Regions from separate parts of the Gossypium arboreum genome. Here region 1 is linked to region 2. The links are chromatin contacts, called in public Hi-C maps. All regions are on one chromosome and are shown on one strand. The core of a region is the stretch at or near the end of the contact, and the rest is flanking DNA. Distances in the headings are between cores, read along the strand shown.

What was found. A called contact is a pair of places that touch in the nucleus more often than the background predicts.
Region 1: a Hi-C map of leaf shows a contact between it and region 2, with 3 times the contacts expected there. The contact joins the promoter of LOC108465553 here to the promoter of LOC108482147 in region 2. A contact is called at or near these places in 2 of 5 Hi-C or Micro-C datasets (both in leaf).

The regions. Positions count from the first base shown.
Region 1 is chr11:42,204,875-42,208,602 of ASM2569848v2, reverse strand. LOC108465553 (GTP-binding protein At2g22870) reads left to right here and starts at 2,044. Exons shown (of 4, transcript XM_017765902.2): 1 at 2,044-2,758; 2 at 2,883-2,952. The coding sequence starts at 2,287.
Region 2 is chr11:41,939,457-41,942,971 of ASM2569848v2, reverse strand. LOC108482147 (UDP-glucuronate 4-epimerase 5) reads right to left here and starts at 1,450. Exons shown (of 4, transcript XM_017785261.2): 1 at 1,050-1,450; 2 at 555-1,048; 3 at 406-552; 4 at 1-403. The coding sequence starts at 1,159.

The sequences.
Region 1 (3,728 bases), core at 795-3,294, 270 kb before region 2:
ATAACTTTAAAATCATAGATCAAAGCCTCTAAATCTCTATATAAAAAACTTAGCTAGTTTTGCCGAAAATACAATTTCACCAGTCAAACCTTATTTCTAAACCTTAATTTTGATCCTAATCTTCCTAAATATCATCTAATTTCAAATTTAAACCTTAAATTTAGTCAAATTTCGTGAATCTCATTTTTCTGGAAAAATTACGTCAAAGGAGCTTTAAAGTGAATAGATCATTCAAATATTTCAAAATTACTTAAATATTTGTTAAATTAGGATTGAAAACCTTCTAATAAGATCAAAATAAATTGAAAAGAGATTTTAAATAGTACTTTAACTCAATAAAATGAGATCTATCATTTTCAAGCTCGAAATCAAATTAAAATCAAAAGATATGTTGAAATCATGAATTAATTGATTAAAACTCAATTTAAAAAGCTAACACACCTAATTTAATCATGAAAAGTCAGAATGTTACTTCAACTTTGCAAAATTGACAAGCTACGAATCTAATTCGAGTTTGAACATGTAAAGAACTTTTAGAGAAATTGAGGATGAAATCATAAGTATTCTTTGAGATTGAAAGGAGATTATATGTTTGGAAAGCTTAGAAATAAAAAGGATGAACTAATTTCGAGAGAAAAAAAAGAATTGGTGTTTGGAAAATTTTTTTGAAGAGATGAAGAATGGGAGGGAAGAAACATGGGTGGTTTTAAATAGCCTACCTGATTTTAAAAATTGGCATTTGCCCTTTTGACCACCTACAATTTTCTTTCTTTTTCAAATTAGTCCTTGGTTTTCAATTAAAACCAATTTCAACTTGGTTTTCAATTAAAACCAATTTCAAAATTATTTTCAAATCAAGTCTCGTTTTTAGAATTCGTTTTAACCAAATTAATTCCCGAATATTTAATTTTAATTTCTTAACCTAAATTTTTTAATTCTAATTATTTTAATATTTTATTTAACTATCCCTAGTTTTTTAATTATCTAACCTAATTATGGTTTCTGATTTACTAATTCCTGATTTACTAACCCAATTCTTTAACCCGTAACTCGGGTTCAATGACCGGACCAGATATAGGGTGTTACAAATATTGTACCAATTAAGCTTTTTATTTTATGTTAGTTTAAGCATTAAATGCTAGTTTAAAACACGTGAAAACTTACAAATATATATCTATCTATTGCATAAATCACTTAGATTTGATGTGTTTTAAAAATAATAATTTTTTAATTTTTTAGTAGTACTTTTTAAACATGATAGATTTATGTTAATTATGCTACATTACTTATAATGTGATCGTGTCATTTAACTATGCTCCATGTTAAATATGAACTCTATTTAATGCTTAAATTGGTGAGTAGGTTGATAGAAGTATATGACTAATATAATATTGGTATTTTGAGAATTTAATGAGAACCAAGGTAATCAATTTCATTCCGGTATCATCTGTATTGGTCGAAATGCTCTGTTGTGGTAATAAACTAAAAAAAAAAAAAATTAGATTTCATTCCAATGCAACTTTCTATCAGTATCAATCATACCGATTGGTTTTGTCCTTAATAGTTGGAATATGATGTACCAATCGAAATATGGTGTACTAATTGATACAAAATTGAAATTTAAAATTTTATTATTTATTTTTGATTTGTCAAATGATTATATAATACATGCATAGTATGAGATAGTCTTTCTAGTTAAGATATGGAATAATTTTTTAACTTATTTATTTTGAGTTTATTTAATGATTGATTGTATTTTTGAATTTTATTGGAGAGTATTTTATATTTAAGATTTATTTAATATTATATTTGATATTTATAAATATATATAAAATAATTTTTAAAAATAATAATAAATTTGAAAAAATACATATACTAATATATTCCGGTATGAGTAGAAAAAGAGTATCTCCACCGGTACAGTTCTAACTACTTTAATCAGAACATTGTAAAGTTTAGGACCAATATAGAATTTTGTTGATAGTATGGGAACATTTTGTTAGATGACCCAAATAGAAATACTAGTGGCAAACTCTTTCTGAAACAACTTCGTTTTCACCCTCAAGCCCAAGTTCAAACTAGAAAACCCAGAAGAAAATATAATTATTTAAAGTTTAGGTCCGAGGACAGGCCCTATAGTTTCCCTTCTCTTTCTTTCAATTTCCTCGGCAAACAAACAAAAATTCCAGCTGCTTAAGCTCATGTAAGTTAAGAGTCTTAGAGGCTCAAAAAATAAAGCTACTTACTTCAACAGTTGTTAATCAATCCTTCCCAATAAAAAAAAAAATGCTCCTTCGAAATCGTCTCTTGTCTCTTAGTCTCACGTTGTTTCTGTCTCCTCCTTCTCCACTTCCCAAATCAGCATCTTTCCTTTTCTCTTTCAACAAAACCATCTCTCACTCAACCCATAAGCGCCCCGAATCGAAACCCGACGTGTCAGCTTCAAGGGCCGCCAAGCAACCGATGTCCGAACGGGCGCGGTTTGCGAAGACGGTGTTGTTCGTGCCACCCGGGGTCGACCCGGAAGACGTAACGGATGAAATGATATTGCCGGGTTCCAACATTGTAGTCGGACCTTATGCGGGTCATTCTCAGATTAAGGAAGTGGAGTTTGTGAAGAGTAGCGGTCGGGCTAAGGATTGCCCCAAAGATGACCGACCCGAGTTTGCAATCTTGGGTCGGTCTAATGTGGGCAAATCTTCACTTATTAATGCTTTGGTTCGGAAAAAAGAAGTTGCTCTTACTTCAAAGAAACCAGGTCGGTATATTTTTCAATTTTTTTCTCCTTAAAGTTTAAAATTCTTCTTTCTTTTACATCCCCATTTCTGAGTTTATTTTTTATTTTTGTTATTATCGTTGTTGTGGGATTGTTGAATATGCAGGGAAGACACAGCTTATTAATCATTTCTTGGTGAATAAAAGTTGGTATATAGTGGATTTGCCTGGTTATGGGTACGTTTGATTTCTTCTTTTAATTATCTGCTTCAACATTTGTCTCCTTCAATTCATGTTTAAGGATTTAAAATAGTTGGTAAGACAGAAAAAGGATTGAATTTCCAATTTATCATCCTAAAATTTTCAGAGTAGATTCTGGTGGATGAACATTTTTATTATTATTAACAAGCAATCACGTAAATATTTTATTGTAGTTCTTTTATATTAGTTTCCTTTATACAACTTTTAAATTGGAGGATAAAACGCACTTAAGCACGCTCAATGCCAAATGAACTAAGCTCAATCGGCAGTTCTATAGTACAAGTTAGATTACATTAATGTAAGCATGTATTAATATAGAGGGAGGGGGGGATGTTCTTATGCCCAGTTATTTACGTTTTCATGCTCTTTTATTATGGCTGCTTGTTGTTGGGTAACATTTTCATCTGCAAAAGAAAGAGGCATGGACTTGTATAGGCAAAAGGTAAATTAGTTGTACTGAATATATTTACAGTTTGGCTGTCTATCCAGGAATGAGGATTTTATTTCTAATTTTCACATACATTAAATCAATAATCAGATTATAGTATGATTTATAAGTACTATTTGAGTAAGTCAGTATTAGGTTACCATATAATTTTAATATTCTGGTAATCTTCTTCCAGCCAGCTGACAACCAGAACAACGAATTTGAACCCAGTAGCAAGATAACACTGCAAGTTATCAGCATGTTTTCTGTTCAAGTCCTTTCACTCTTCAGTATCACTTTAATAAATGCATTTATGGTAGTATTG
Region 2 (3,515 bases), core at 201-2,700:
TCCACATCCCCATTTCTTGGTAATGGCACTACTTTCTTCTTAGCTTTCACCTTTAAAATCTTCTCCAATATACTAACCAACGTACTCACAGGTACAGGCGAAGTATTCCCCAAATTAAAAATCCTCAATTGTGCAGGCCCTCTTTTCTTTCCCCCACTCCCTGTACTCTTCTTTGCCGTATCCAATGCTCCCAAACACCCTTTCACTATATCATCGATATAGGTAAAATCTCTAGCCACACTACCCTTATCTGGTGATTCATATACAGTGATAGTTTTACCTTTCATTATATCTTTAGTGAAAAATAAATATGCCATATCGAGCCGACCCCAGGGACCATAAACCGTGAAGAATCGCAATCCAGTTAATGAAAGTCCATAAATATGATTATAAGTATGCGCAATTCCTCACCAGCTTTCTTTGTAGCAGCATATAAACTAGCAGGTTGATCAGTTCTATCTTTCTCTGAAAATAGGACCTTAGAATTCAAGCCGTATACCGAACTTGAAGATGCCCAGATAATTGCCGGTTGAAGGTTGGCCGATTTCGACACTCCAGTAAGTTCACAAATCCAGCAATGTTACTATGAACATAAGATCCTGGGTTTTGCATAGCGTAACGAACACCTGCCTGAGCTGCTAAATGCATTACGTGAGTAAACAAAACGGCATCGAACAGTTGCTCGAGAAGACCCTTGTCGTTGATGTCGCCTTCGACGACAAAAACCCAAGCTTTTTCGAGGATCTTCTGGCGAGCCCTTTTCAGGGTTGGATCATAGTAATGGTTAAAGTTGTCAAGGCCAAGGACACTGTCTCCACGGCGTTTAAGAGCGAGGGAAACATGGGTTCCGACGAAACCGGCGGCGCCGGTCACAAGGACGGTGTTACCGGTGGTAGAGCGAGGACGGGCAGATTTGCGGATTAGTTTGTGGGAAAGAGAGAGTGGGGTGCGGTGGGACCCAGTAGATAGGTGGCGGCGCAACGATGGTTTGGAAGAAGGGGAGTAAAGTAGGAGGAGGAAGATAAGGAGGACGGAAAGGAAAAGGGTAATAAAGGGTTAGCTTGGAAAGAGAGGAAGATGCGGCGGAGGAGTTGAAACGGAAAGCTTTGTCGGGTTTGTATTTGCCAGGAGTGGATGGAATGTTGTCAAGGTGTGACATTTGGAACAATATAAGATGGGATTTAGGATTAGGGTTCAGATTTTTAGTGGTGACGGCGGTGGTGGCGACAGCGGAGAAAGAGGAGGAAGGAAAAAAAGGAAGGTTTGGCTTTTTTTTTTATACAAATAACCTTAAAAAAACAAATTAATTAACAAAATGACTTAAGGAAAAAATTATTTAAGGAAATAACCTATTTTGAACAATGTAATTTGGCGTCCTCGATTGGTTAGATGGCACCATCTACTTTTCAGTTAGCATCTTTAACTAATCATTTGGTTTTAAAGAAAATAAAATTTTGATATCATGATTGTGTCAAGTGCCATTTATATATTTTTAAAATATGAGTGAAAATAATATTTGTAGCATCAATCATTTAAAAAAATATTTGTATTTTAAATATACATGAGAAAATATAAAAAAATATTTTATGGATGCAATCGGTATATTAGGTGGCATCAGTGAAAATTAAAAATAAGTAACATAAAAAGAAAAAAAGCAAAAAGAATTTCAGTAGTTTATTCTTCTGTTTCACTTTTTTTTAATTTTATTAGTGCCACTTGGCACACCAATACCACCTATAAAATAATATTACTTTTTGTATTCTCTTTTGGTGTAAATTGAAAATACAAATATCAATTTTAAATTTATATATTTGAAATGTTATTTAGACATGACAAATAATTGCAAATTTAATTTTGTTTGGTAAAAGAAATTGAAAGTAGATATTGGGTTTTAAAAACATTATTTATGTTATTAATTGATAGTTATAATTGTAATATATAGGTATTTGAATAGTTAAGGTACAAGTCTTGTTATATATAATTGTTTAAGCTCCTAGTTTTATTTTATGTGAGTTTTACTTTGATGGATTGATTTTAGTCTAAATTATTAGGATTCTTAGTTTATTTGTGTTATATATTAATTTGATTTTACTTTATAGTTTATTAGGCATGTATTTGTAATTATATTATAATTGTATTGAATTTATATTGTAAACTCCAAAAAAGTCAAGAATGCTCTCTCTTAGTCTCTTAGATAAATAGCACTGCCTGTGGATGGGTCTGAGTAAAGTGGTGACTTTAAAGGGAATGGAGAAGGATGAGATCTCTCTTTTGAAGGAGGAACTGATTCAGTCGTCCGTTAAAAGCTTGCTGGTAGTTCTAGATGAAAAACTGACGTTGTTATGCATTGTGTGGATTAAAAAATCTCACAATCCAGATAGTTTTCAGGCTTAATTAAAAAGTATTTGGCAGACTAAAAAGAAATTTGAGATATAGGTTACAAGACAAAATTTGTTTTAAATTTCATTTGAAGATGAAGAGGATCTGGAGTTGACTTTGGAGGGACAATCATGGCTTTTTTTATGGCAATTGATTATTTTTGATAAATTATTGGAATCGATGGAACGAAGCAAAATAGATTAGTGGCGTCTCTTTTTTGGGTCAAAGGGGGTCCTTGTCCCCCAGAGTGTGATTGAAAGGATCTTATGCATGCAATTGGATCCACCTCTAGGGGAGTGCTTAGATCGAAAGTCAAAGGTGATTTTTATAGGATTAAATTGTAGATGAATGTGCAAACACCTTTAAGAAGGGGATTTTTATTCTAACTGAGTCGCAATAGAGAATTTGGGTCCATGAAAATTTGCATGGAGTTTACTTTGGGTGTGGACAGATAGGGCATAGTATTAACGAGTGTATCGAGGTTACACTAAAGGTTAAAGACCTACCCGAGGATGAGTTACCATATTCGTTGGCTCTTAAGGCAAAATTAAATTTCTTGGGTAAAAAGAGTTTAAAGCTAAAATCTGTTGCGAGGAAATCAATGAAGCAATGGTCGTATACTAGAGCAGATGAAGAAAATGTGGCGGCACAATAAAATTAGTGAGGTCAGTCCATTCTCTAGGAGTGGAGGCAAACGTCAAATCGACGAAAATGGGAGCTGTGGTGGAGTTTGAGTTTGACTCGAAAACTATTAGTGTGAGGAGAGATTTCAGGAATGGCTTGGCTGATAAGGATTGTGAAACTGATAGAATCTTTCCAAGACTTTGATTGGGAAAATATGGATCATAATGAATCTCTTAATGAGATAGGGCGCAATATGAAAGTGGATGAAGTCTAATCTGAGGTCATGCGTTCATGGAAAAAGAAAAAAGACATGAGAGGAAATTGACGAGTTGGGGAATTTTTCCAAGCATTGAAAATGGAAAAAGAGCGAAAATTGTTGAAAAGACTCAGATGATTTAATGACTATCGTTACAGAAAGGAATTCTTCGAAGTAAGATTTAACTTCACTTTATCAGGGATCGACGGCTGCCAAGAGACAAGCCAACCAGGCGTAATGAAAATCATATGTTGGA